Regions from separate parts of the Zea mays genome. Here region 2 is linked to region 1. The links are chromatin contacts, called in public Hi-C maps. All regions are on one chromosome and are shown on one strand. The core of a region is the stretch at or near the end of the contact, and the rest is flanking DNA. Distances in the headings are between cores, read along the strand shown.

The links. Hi-C and Micro-C count contacts between places; a contact is called where the count stands out from the background.
Region 2: a Hi-C map of leaf shows a contact between it and region 1, with 3 times the contacts expected there. The contact joins the promoter of LOC100192112 here to the promoter of LOC103654846 in region 1. A contact is called at or near these places in 3 of 25 Hi-C or Micro-C datasets (ear and leaf).

Annotation. Positions count from the first base shown.
Region 1 is chr4:242,377,941-242,384,035 of Zm-B73-REFERENCE-NAM-5.0, forward strand. LOC103654846 (brefeldin A-inhibited guanine nucleotide-exchange protein 1) reads left to right here and starts at 2,871. Exons shown (of 12, transcript XM_008681669.3): 1 at 2,871-4,088; 2 at 5,264-5,581; 3 at 5,798-6,095. The coding sequence starts at 3,097.
Region 2 is chr4:242,641,162-242,647,578 of Zm-B73-REFERENCE-NAM-5.0, forward strand. LOC100192112 reads left to right here and starts at 3,767. Exons shown (of 9, transcript NM_001137535.1): 1 at 3,767-4,150; 2 at 4,313-4,411; 3 at 5,720-5,972. The coding sequence starts at 3,881.

The sequences.
Region 1 (6,095 bases), core at 1,621-4,120:
CGGATAAAAGAACTTTACAATATATATAGAAGATTTTTAGCGGCTTGCACCAGACGACTTTGAGCTTTTTACAGCTCACAAACTACAATAGTTTTTTTCACAACTCCTACACACAACAACTTTTTTATAGCCACCATCCGACCAAACGGACCCCTAATTTCTAAACTAAGTATATCCGCTAACTGAAATAAAAGTGACATTTAAACTATTTACTACATAAAACCTGTTTTTTTAAAGTAGCTGCGCAAAAGTTGAACATATTTGGTTTAGCTTTTGCTTTTCTAAAGCATAAGCATGTTTCAAAATCAGAACTAGGGGTGGAAATGAGCCAAGCCGATCGCAGTCGGCTCGGCTCTTTCATCTAACGAGTCTGAAAAAGTCGGCTCGACTCGCCTCGCTCATGGGAACTTGCACTACAAATTATAATATAAAATATCAAAAGTAATTTAAATAACACATTTTAAATTAGTAAAAATAAATATATTACTAATATGATATAGAAAATATATTAAATTTGTATAGTAATCTCAAAAAACATAAATTAATTGTCTATTTGGTATTAATATTATATACGAATTAAGATTTTATGTAACTAATTGTTGTTGGATCGAGTCATGAGCTAGCTTACGAGTCGAGCTGACTCGTTCTTTTCACGAGCCATAAAAATAGGCTTGGTTCAAACACGTTCGGAGTGCCAAACCGATCTAAACCGAGTCGAGTTACTGCTACAACTTTATTTCCAGCCCACAATTTCATTTCCAGCCGTAAGCAGAACCAAAACACGTCCTCTATGGCTTCAAAGAGATCAAAATATAAAACATGTATCTCACATAAATCTAATTTAATAACAAAATCTCTTAATCCATGAAATAAAATAAAATTACTTCACGAAATAAAATGTTCAAGTTCGTCTAGATGACACTAAATAATTAAGTGATGGCGCATCTCGAAGGACGAGACGATGGCGCGAGAGAGAAATCGGGTCGTGGTGTGATGGTGTCATTGAGAGTTTCTTTAAAGCTTTTTGTATTGCGATACATGATAGAGAAATTATTTTTTAAATGGCAGAGAATAAGGAGAGTAAATAAAAATAGATAAAGTAATGCTGAAACAGTGTTTTAAATAAGATCCGTCCGCATAAAAATTATTCTCATGTTACGAAGAAGTCATAAGGTACGTGTACTAGATATAAAAACCAATAGCTAATGTAACATTGGTTTTAAGTAACATTAGCAATTGTGTTATAATACCTCCATTCTCAAATACTTTGAGGCCGGTTAGAGCATCTCCAACTGTTACATAAAAAGTTTCTAAATCTCAGTTTAAGAAGTTATTAGAAAAACACGTCTCTAATAATATCCTAAACGATGTTGCTAAATTTAAAAAGTTGCTATTTAATCCTTTCTTATCCCCACATTTGGCAACCCGAAAGGAACTCCTCAAAGCCTCTTTTTTTGTGCGAGATTAGTGTTATATGTCTTCTGTTTGTATTCTCTTATATTTTTTATTAATAAACTTCTGCCTATTTCTTGGAAAATAATTTTGCTGCATGTTACACTTTTTTATTTCTGAAGTTTGTAATTTAGGTCATGTTTGGAATCCATGAATCATAGAAATTTGCGTCTACGTTGTACGCATAATTTTAGAACCACTACAAAAAAATAACATGTTTACATTTGATGAGAAGAATATAATTTGTTTAGAACGTGAGAGCGAGAGGAGTTTCTAGCTGACATACTTTGAAATATTTGGCAGCTAAAATAGAGAACTACTGGAAAATATATATATTTTTAAATCCTACTAAACATCTGACTTTAGGGAGTTTTTTACAAAACAGCTGGTGACGCTCTTAGTTCATTTTGAACTAAAAAGCGTATTAAAAAACAAAGGGGCATACTAGTAATTGCAAATAAACAAATACAATAGTATAAAAAATATGATAGTATATAACATCCTTAACATAGTATGAGAGATACTTAACATAACCTTAGAAAATTATTAAATATTTATGTTTGCAATGATTTTTTCACCACAATATCATGAAACTTGATAATTATATTCTACTAGCAGAATGATTTAATACAAGATATACAACACTAAATAAAAACATTAATTAGAACAAATAACCCGTTATATTTTTTTTACAAAATACTACGATTCAAATAATCAATAAAGAATAATCGCCTATAAAAATGATTGTGATTTGATCTATATCCAATAATAACTTTTGTGGTAATATCATCATTTGATCTAAACTATACGAATATTTAAATTGATAATAAAAATTTATATATCTAATAAATCAAAACAGTATCTAGTAAATCAAAATGACTAAATCGAAACAGAAGGTATACATTGGTTTATATTTGGTAGTAGCTCTTCATATTTTGGTACTAACAATATACTCCCTTCGTTCCAAATTAAAATTTATTTTAGTTAATTAATTAGTTTATACAATATTCAATGTATGTGTTTTATACAAGTTTCTATGTTTTTTTATATATTTGAATATAAACATAAAAACCAATAGCTAAAACGGCTAGTATTTTAGTACGGATGGAGTTGTTTTTTACTCTATCCGTCCCAAAATATAAGTCATTCTAAAATTCTTGAATAGTCAAAGTTTTCAAGTTTGATCAAAAGTACAGACAGAATCATAAAGATTTATGACACTGAATAGATATAATATGAAAATATATTTAATGAATATTCTAATGATATAAGGTTTAGGGCATTTGATATCGTAAATTTTATTAATTTATTGTATAAATTTGGTTAAATTTAAAAAACATTGACTCTTTAAGAGTTTTTGAATGACTTGTATTCTGGAATTGAGAGAGTATTTTAGAAACTACTCCTACAAGTCAACCACCAAAATTGTGATTCCATCCTCTGTTTGAGTGCGCACATGAAAAGTCAAAGTTCCAGCCCTACCCCTCGCTCCCTCGTCTTCCTCCTCCGCTCAATTCCTCCCCACGCACCCGTCACCTCTTTCCATTCCAATTTCTTCCACCTCCCTCTCTCAGATCTCCACCCCTCCCCCAATGATGTGACGGTCATCACGAGGGCGAAAACCAACGCACAGAACCCCTCACCATGGCTACGTCCACGATGCCACTCGGCGGGGCGTCTCCGTCGGGCCGCGTTCTGGGTCCGGCGCTGGACCGGATCATAAAAAACGCCGCATGGCGGAAGCACTCAGCGCTCGTGGCCGCGGCAAAGGCGGCACTCGACCTCCTCTCTTCATCGCCGGCATACCCGTCTTCGGACCCTATCTCGCCGCAATCCTCGCTGCTGCTCGGCCTGCCCTCCGCCGCCGCCGACGCGGCCCTCCACGCGCTGCTGCTCGCTCTCGAGTCAGCTTCGCCCAAGGTCGTCGACCCCGCTCTCGATTGCGTCACCAAACTTCTTTACCACCGCCTCCTCTTTGGCGACCTCGGCTGCGCCGGGGACGATGCCTCTTCCCCCACCTCCAGGCTCTTCACCGCCGTCCTTACCTGTGGCGCTCTCTCTGATGATGCAATGGAGCTTGCCACCCTCCGTGTTATCATCGCCGCCGCGCGGTGCCCCACTGTCGCCATCCGCGGGGAGGGCCTCGGCCAGGTGCTCAAGACCTGCTACAACATATACCTCAGCAGCAACAGTGGGGCCAATCAGCTCTGCGCCAAGCTTGCGCTGGCGCAGGTCCTGCTGATTGTGTTTGCACGCGTGGAGGTGGATTCGATGGACGTGCGCATTCGGACGGTGTCGATCACGGAGATGATGGACGTGTCTGATCGCAACCTGAACGACTCCAGCATCGTGCAGGTGGCTCAGGGGTTTATAAACGAGACAATGGAGGGGAGTGTTGCACCAGAGCCAGGGTCACATTTGGAGCCAACCGAGGTGGATGGAAAGGAGGATACTGGGATGAGCAAGATTAGAGAGGATGGGCTTGCACTCTTGAAGAACCTGTGTAAGCTGTCAATGAAGTTCTCGACGCCAGATAACCCTGAGGATCAGATGTTGCTGCGCGGCAAGGTGTTGTCACTTGAGTTGCTGAAAATGGTTATCGACAATGCTGGCCCTTTCTGGAGAACAAATGAAAAGTATGACCCCGTACCTGTAGTTGTTTCCAGCCTTGTGGATTTCAATTTTTAACTAAATTTTATAGAACTACAACTATTTCGGAAATAGTTTAGGGACCTACTGTGCATTTCACCATTGCAGTGCCGTTGAAGTATAAAATGACTAATGTCTAATGGGAGGATGGAGGATGGCGTAGTGTATAATGTTAAATCTATGTGGAGCATTCTTGTTTGCTAAGGTGTTCCATTAAGCATACACCATATTAGCTCTAAAATTATGTTTCATCCTTTTTATGCTATTATACATAATATTTCTCTAATTTGCCTACTCAGTTATGTCAACATATTTCTCTTATTCTATTTTTGGTATTCATCTAAAAATATTTATTCTATATCACGAATGCAAGGTTTGAAAACAAAAAGGATTAAGGAAAATCTATAGGTACTTAGGTATAGGTTATTACCAGCACTTAGAAAAGCTCTAGGATCAAGGTGGATGGCTGGTCGGCAGATGATTTCTTGTGAAAGTGCTGATTACCTATTTGTCAAAACCCTCACATGTCTTCATTCTGAATCTGTGTTCGAATCAATCAGGTCCTGAGGAACTTGCTTGAATAGTCTGAATGATATCTTGATTGTTTTCATTTGGGGTTTGTTAAGTTTATTGTATGGTTCTTTCACTGAAAGACCAAATAAACAACAAGTCACAGGGTCCAAAGCACACTGAAAAGGAAGAAAATGGGATGGTATTACTACTTGGCTGCTATGTACTATAATAGCCACTTGGTCAGAAAAGGGGGCAAAAATGAATGTTGTCCTACATATAGCTTAACTTTGCACTAATCAAGCGAAATAGGCTTAATGTTGTTTTTTCCACTTTTTTATTTGTAAAGTAGAAAGGGTAATTCCGAAGCAAATTTATTACAAGAGTATACATACAGTTATCGGCCTTTATGGTTCAATGAAGTTTTCTTTAGGTTACTTTTGTAATGGAGTGTTGAAATTACTTTGATCTTGACATAATAAAGCTTGGTACTTTTGAAATATTATATTGTTCAACCTTCGACTTCAACGAATCTCTTACAATTGTGCTCTTACAGCATTGAGACTTTGTGAAGTTTCTTTAGGTTATTTTGGGAAGGAGTGATCTTGACAGCAAATAAAACTATTTGACTGAAAGTTCTTTTCTGATTCAGGTACATTGGAGCAATCAAGCAGTATCTTTGTTTGTCCTTATTGAAGAACAGTGCTTTGTCAGCAATGAGTATTTTCCAGTTGTTGTGCTCCATATTTGTGGGCTTACTGTCAAGGTTTAGATCTGGACTGAAAGAGGAAATTGGAATATTCTTTCCAATGCTTGTTCTAAGGGTTCTTGAGAATGTCCATCAACCTAGCTTTCTACAAAAAATGACAGTTCTAAACTTGTTGGAGAAGATCTGTAAAGAATCTCAGGTTCTTATTGATATCTTTGTGAACTATGATTGTGATGTAGATGCACCAAATATTTTTGAAAGGTATGTAACTTCTAACTTGGTAGTTGATGAATGCCTTCTGTTTTGTCATTAAACGAACAAAGCAATAGTTCCCGATTTCTAGTTTTGCATGGCACTTTGAGTTGAGTTACGCTGTGAGGATTGATGTATTGCGCTGAGCTCTGCTCTTTAAACGTCATTTTTCATTGTCTTTTCACCATTTATTAAGGCATCTCTAATTTCAGGAGATGTTTGCAGGGTTGTCAATGGACTTCTAAAGACTGCTTTAGGTGTTCCTCCAGGATCTACAACAACATTAACTATAGCCCAAGACCAAACATTTCGTATTGAGTCAGTGAAGTGCCTTGCAACCATAATCAAGTCAATGGGTTCATGGATGGACCAACAGCTGAGAATTGGTGATTTTTCACCAAAAATATCTGAAGCTTCTTTAAGTTCTTTAAGTTCAATAGATAACCCCAACATCCTTATTGGAGAAGATGGTAGTGGAATTGATTATGAACTGCAATCTGACTCTGGTAGCCCAGATGTATCT
Region 2 (6,417 bases), core at 2,517-5,016, 260 kb after region 1:
AGTCATTAGTGTATATCTAGGATTGCCACGAATTAATTGAACTTGAGTAGGGTTAAGGAAAATAAGTGATCTTAGAATAACCTTAACCATTTCGTGGTCATCCCATTTTTTGCTCCCGAGGTTGCGCACTTGATTCACCAAGGTTTTGAGCCGGTTGTACATATCTTGTGGCTCCTCCCCTTGGCGAAGACGGAAGCGACCGAGCTCCCCCTCGATCGTCTCCCGCTTGGTGATCTTGGTTAGCTCATCTCCCTCGTGCGCGGTTTTGAGCACGTCCCAAACTTCCTTGGCGCTCTTTAATCCTTGCACCTTGTTGTACTCCTCTCTACTTAGAGATGCGAGGAGTATAGTTGTGGCTTGGGAGTTGAAGTGCTCGATTTGGGCCACTTCGTCCTCATCATAATCTTCATCCCCTACGGATGGTACCTGTACACCAAACTTAACGACATCCCATATACTTTTGTGGAGTGAGGTTAGATGAAATCGCATTAAATCACTCCACCTTGCATAATCTTCAACATCAAAAGTTGGTGGTTTGCCTAATGGGACGGAAAGTAAAGGCGTATGTTTAGGAATGCGAGGATAGCGTAAGGGGATCTTACTAAACTTCTTGCGCTCATGGCGCTTAAAAGTAATGGATGGCGCGTCAGAGCTAGAGGTGGAAGGTGATGAAGTGTCGGTCTCGTAGTAGACCACCTTCCTCATCTTCTTTTTCTTGTCGCCACTCCGATGCGACTTGTGGGAAGAGGATTTCTTCTCCTTCCCCTTCCCCTTGTTGCGGGACTCTTTCGATGAAGCTTTCCTGTGGCTTGTAGTGGGCTTGTCGCCGGTTTCCATCACCTTCTTGGCGTGATCTCCCGACATCACTTCGAGCGGTTAGGCTCTAATGAAGCACCGGGCTCTGATACCAGCTATGCAGATGCCGACTGGGGAGGGTGTAGAGATACACCGAAGTCCACTTTAGGGTATATCTTTATGCTCTCCGCGGGAGCTATTTCTTGGAAGAGTTGCAAACAGACAATGAGAGCATCGTCGACAATGCACGCTGACTTTGGGGCTACGTATGAGGCAACTGGACATGCGATATGGATAAAGAAATTTGTACCCGAACTAAGAGTGGTTGATAGCATAGAGCGACCACTGAGAATTTACTGCGACAATGAGCCAGCGGTATTTTTCTCCAATAAGTCAAGTGGCTCTGCCAAGTATATTGACATTAAGTGTTATATTGTTAAGGAGAAGATTCTGATCACACCATTCAAGTTGAGCATATAAGAATCCATCAGATGCTTGCGGATCCGCTCACAAAAGGTCTTCCACCCAACGTGTTTAGTAAGCACGCAGCCGGTATGGGTTTAAGGGAGCATCTATGATCCTAAATCACATGGGCTACAAATTGCAACCTAGTAAAATCTTTTCGTTCTGAAGCAGGGGAGCATGTTGTAGCCAATGAATGCGGTGATACTTAATAGATCATTGTCACACATTGGTCTCTATGTGTAAACTTGTCAAAGGATGGAATTCATAAAAGTTTGAGTGAGAGGTATGTAGAGAACAAATGAGAGATTATTAGGATGTGTTCTCTACACTAGCCGGTTAACAGTAACCAGGATAGGGTTAATCCTAACCGTGCCCCTGATGGGGGGGGGGGGGGGGGGGGCTATCCTAACCGTTGGTTGCAGCCCTCGGTCATACGACGCCATATAAATAGATTAAGGTGCCCGATATGTTTAGCCAACACTAATCGCTCGACCTTAAAACCCTAATCGACATACTGAGAGGAACCGATCTCCTAGGCGTTCGGAGTGACTGGAATACCTGTGACTATGTCTCAGATCCACCGCCGATCAACGACGAGAACCAATCTTCTCGCCACACGCAGAGAGATCAAGAAGTAGTAGAAGGCGAGCCTTCACTGCAAGACGTCACCGCAATGATGGCTAGGAACAATAACGACAGTATATATATACCTATACCCTTCAGTAGAATAGATCTACTCATCATCAAGTTATTTTAGACATGTTGGTATTCTAGAGACTTAGTAACCGATACTAGGCAACATAGAATCTAACATAACGGTGTTTCGCTAAAAAAATTTATAAACTTCATCGGGGCCTGCTGACCCGATAACCCCCTAAATTCGCCCATGGATACCGGGGTGGTGGCCCTGTGTGCGCTGACAGAAGATCAAAACGGGTCCGGCCGGCCTTTTGCACAGCTAAACGTTAAACGGTCGACAGGGCGGGGTTTGCTGATGTGGTTTTCCGGCAGTTTTTTGGCCTGTGATTCAGGCAAATCATCTCCGCGAAAATCAAGGAGGAAGAAAGGCTCTTCCACTGCGGTCACCTGCATCTGCATGACTACATTTTTTTAAGAATTAATGGAAACATAATGTTTCAGCTTTTTTTTTGCAGACTCCGGCATAGGAACTTGACCCCCCCCTCTAATCGCCCTTTTTCCATCCTTGCTTTCGCAACGCTTTTGGTCTAATTTGCGCTCTGTAATTTGCGCCCTTTTTCTTCTAATTTGCGCTCTGTAATTAATCGAAGCCAATCCCAAGAACCCCAAAAGTGCGCTCTGTCTGCAAGACCTACTGCAGTCTCTACCAGGCTAGTACTACACTACCAGCGCTCAACTCTCCTCGACCTCGAGCGAGTAGAACCTGATTCCAAGCCAACCAACCAGGCAGCTCATCTTCAGGCTAGACAGACGGCAGGAACCGGCACAACTGACGACGCCCCATGACACGAGCTCGTGCTGCTTCCAGGTTCCAGCCAGCAGTACAAGTGCCATTGCGGCAGCGTCACACTCACACACACACCCCCTTATCGCCAGCTAGCGGCGCCACCGACACCCTTCGCAGGGCCCATTTACCCCCGTCCCGTCCGCCCCCACCGGGAGTCCGGGACTACCACTGACGGCCCCAGCCGACTCTATCCCATCCTCTGCTTTTTACTGTCAGGCGCCCGATCGTCCATGTCGACACGTTTTACCGTCGCCTTCCGCGCGCCAATCATGCTGCACTTGTTCTTCTTCTTCCTCCTCCTCCTCCTTTCCACGGCCCTTCTTCTCTGCATCGGCCTTGGATCCCAGATCACCTCCTCGCTTATACATAATACACTTATACTTTCATTTCACAGGTCAAACAGTGCAGCAGAGATGATGCGTGCGTGCGTGCGTGACGATCAGACGCTAGTAGTAAAAAGAGAGAAAAAAAATATTCTTGTGCCGAGCTGGAGCAGCGCTGTCGCTGTGAGAGCTAGCGCAGCGCAGTGAACATGCTCGGCCACGACTCGACTGACGCGACCGACGGGCTCGCGTTCGTCGGTGCTCTCTAATGGCCCGGATCAATGGACGGCCATGTTCTTTCTCTACGACGCAAACTGGATCTGCATCTCAATTTGGCGCCAATGCCAACCGACACACACACACACTTGCAGTTTCATCGAGTCCACGCTAAAATATATATATATATATATATATTCGTGCTAGTAGGTAGGTCGCAGTAAAAAAAAACATCTGAAAAATGCTTGCGTGCTTGGTCTTCAGTAGTAGATTCGAAGAGAGAGAGAGAGAAAAGAAATAAGTGCGGTGGGATTGAGGGAGGAGGTATTAGGCTATTATTAGGGCGTAGTACAGTGCATACACAAAACCCTACGGCGTCCCTCTGATGCGGCGCTGAGGGCTGAGGCTAAGCACGTGGGTGGTGGCCTCTATAAACCCCTTCACTCCGGGCACTCGCATCCCGCAGCCCGCCCCGTCCGCCCGCCCGAGTCACACTCACACAGAGCCGAGCCGAGCCCAGGCAGGCAGGCAGGCGGCCCAGGCGCCCAGCCCACCCCCCTACCCCCGCGGCGCCGCCGGAGCCAGAGCGAGAGCGATGGACGCGCTGCCGGAGGCGTGGTCGCAGGTGCGCGCGCCGGTGATCGTGCCGCTGCTGCGGCTGGCGGTGGCCGTGTGCCTCACCATGTCGGTGCTTCTGTTCCTTGAGCGCGTGTACATGGCCGTCGTCATCTCCGGGGTGCGCCTGCTCCGCCTCCGCCCCGACCGCCGCTACCGCTGCGACCCCCTCCCCGAGGACGACCCGGAGCTGGGCTCCTCCGCGTTCCCCGTCGTGCTCGTCCAGATCCCCATGTTCAACGAGCGCGAGGTCCGTACCCCCCCGCCCGCCGCCGCATTACATTGCAGCGCCATGCCGCCATTGCCGGCCAAGCGCCCGTTGCAGCGGTTTTACTCCGGATTCGTTGGGTCACTAATAACCTTGGTTGCCTTGCGGTGGTGCCACGGGCGGGCGGGCGTGCGTTCTCTGCAGGTGTACCAGCTGTCCATCGGCGCCGTGTGCGGGCTGTCGTGGCCGGCGGACCGGCTGGTGGTGCAGGTGCTCGACGACTCCACGGACGAAGTGATTAAGGTATACTAGCTTGCGTTTCGCCAGAGATTTTTTTTTTCTCTTTACTGCTGCTAATCATGTACCTGTGCGTAATGCATTAGCATCTGCAGCAGCGTTATCTTCTGCCTGTCGGTGGGTGGCCATTGTAGTTCCATACGGACAGTCGCCTGCGCCTCTGCCTTTTGTTTTTTTTTTACTTCTTTAGATTAGACTTTGGTTTCCTCTGCCCCTTTTTTTTACCTTTTTTTTCCTGTCCCCAGCCGAATTGAAGGAGGCCGCAGCGCCCGGGCATCCTGCCAGGCCTGGCCCCGACCACCCTTGTCCTCTTTTTACTCACGCCACTGTACAGCCCGTCAGCCCCCGCATCATGCTACGCCGCCCCCGGCTCCGGCTGTGTTTGTGCGGTAATAATGACACTTGTAGAAGAAGCGGGTAAAAGAAAAAAAAAACCACACATCTTACAGTTACTACTGCTGCACTGCTGCGTACAGTGCACGTGACGGCATCAGCTTCGCAGTTTTAGGAACTACAGTATTACGAAAATACGTTGCAAATAGGCTAGCTAGTACTACTAGCAACACACCCATTCTCGCTATGTTTTTTGGCGGGAACGGGGAACCATGGGCCCATGTCTGCTTGCCTACTTGCCTAGCAGCCTAGGTATTCTCAGTTATTTTACTAGTAGTACGTTTCATTACGTATTTTTACGCATTGGGTTTTCGGGGGTGCATTAAACTGTATGGTAGCGTGTGGAAAACTGTCTCCTCCGCGGCGGCGCGGCAGTAAAAAACAGCAGTAAAGAGGGGTAATCTCGCGCACAGTGGGGATTCGTGGTCGGCATCGTTGGCTGGCCATTGCGCGCTGCCATTTCTAGACCTACGGCATTGATTGCTTGAGGTGGTGGCGGACTGGCGGTGGTGGTCGTCCGTCGTCCATGCAGAGCATTCAATGCCCCCGCTAATTAAGCACAATCAGGGGGCTCTTCTTCAGTGCTGTGCATGACCCTCCTCCTCCTCCTAAACAAAATGGTAAAGACCCTAGGCACGTGCAAAAGCCGTGCCGAGTGCTGACCAGTGACCACACTCCCCTCACAGCCACATTGGATCCGGTTACCCTCACCTTTCTTTAAGAGTGCGGATGGGTTAATTGCGTGCGCTATTCAACTCCGGCGACGGCACTAGTACTACTAGGGTAAAAAAAAGATGTTTGTTTCATCATAGGCACCCTATATTTTCTGCATTGCTGTAGTATTATTATTCCAGATCCCCAAAAAGGGGGGCGGGGGGAAGCCTAATAATAATTGGATCGGGCACGAAATGTGATGAGCAGGAGATGGTGCGGATGGAGTGCGAGCGGTGGGCTCGGAAGGGGATCAACATAACGTACCAGATCCGGGAGGACCGCAAGGGGTACAAGGCCGGCGCGCTGCGGGCGGGGATGAGGCACGCGTACGTGCGCGACTGCGAGTACGTGGCCATCTTCGACGCCGACTTCCAGCCCGACCCGGACTACCTCAAGCGCACCATCCCCTACCTCGTCCACAACCCGGAGATCGCCCTCGTCCAGGCGCGCTGGAGATTCGGTCAGTATGCCCTACCCTACCACCACCTTCCGTGCATTTCCATTCATTTCGTCGTTCATCATTAAGTAAGTATTTGTATTTACCGTGCTCTTTGTTGCCGGCGCTAAGTTCGTTAGCCTAGGAAGGAGCACATTATATATACACTTTAAGAAAAACGCAGGCTTGGGTTGCGTATAGGTCAAGGTTTAGTTTTAAGCTAAAATCCGGAGGGGAGGGCTGCGCAATTGACTTTTTACGGCCTAGGGCACGTGCCAACTGGCCTTGACTTTCGGGCCAGGCGAGTGGAGCCGCTGGATTATTATTGTTACTGCTACTGTATACTGTAGGGCTGTAGGCACGTAGGGTACGTACGCAATGAGAGTCCCAGATCAGACGCCAACGCCACCGACAGTCCTTGCGGTGCACCCGGCTGCCTCTTGCCGCGCGCGCGCGCGCTGCTCTCGCG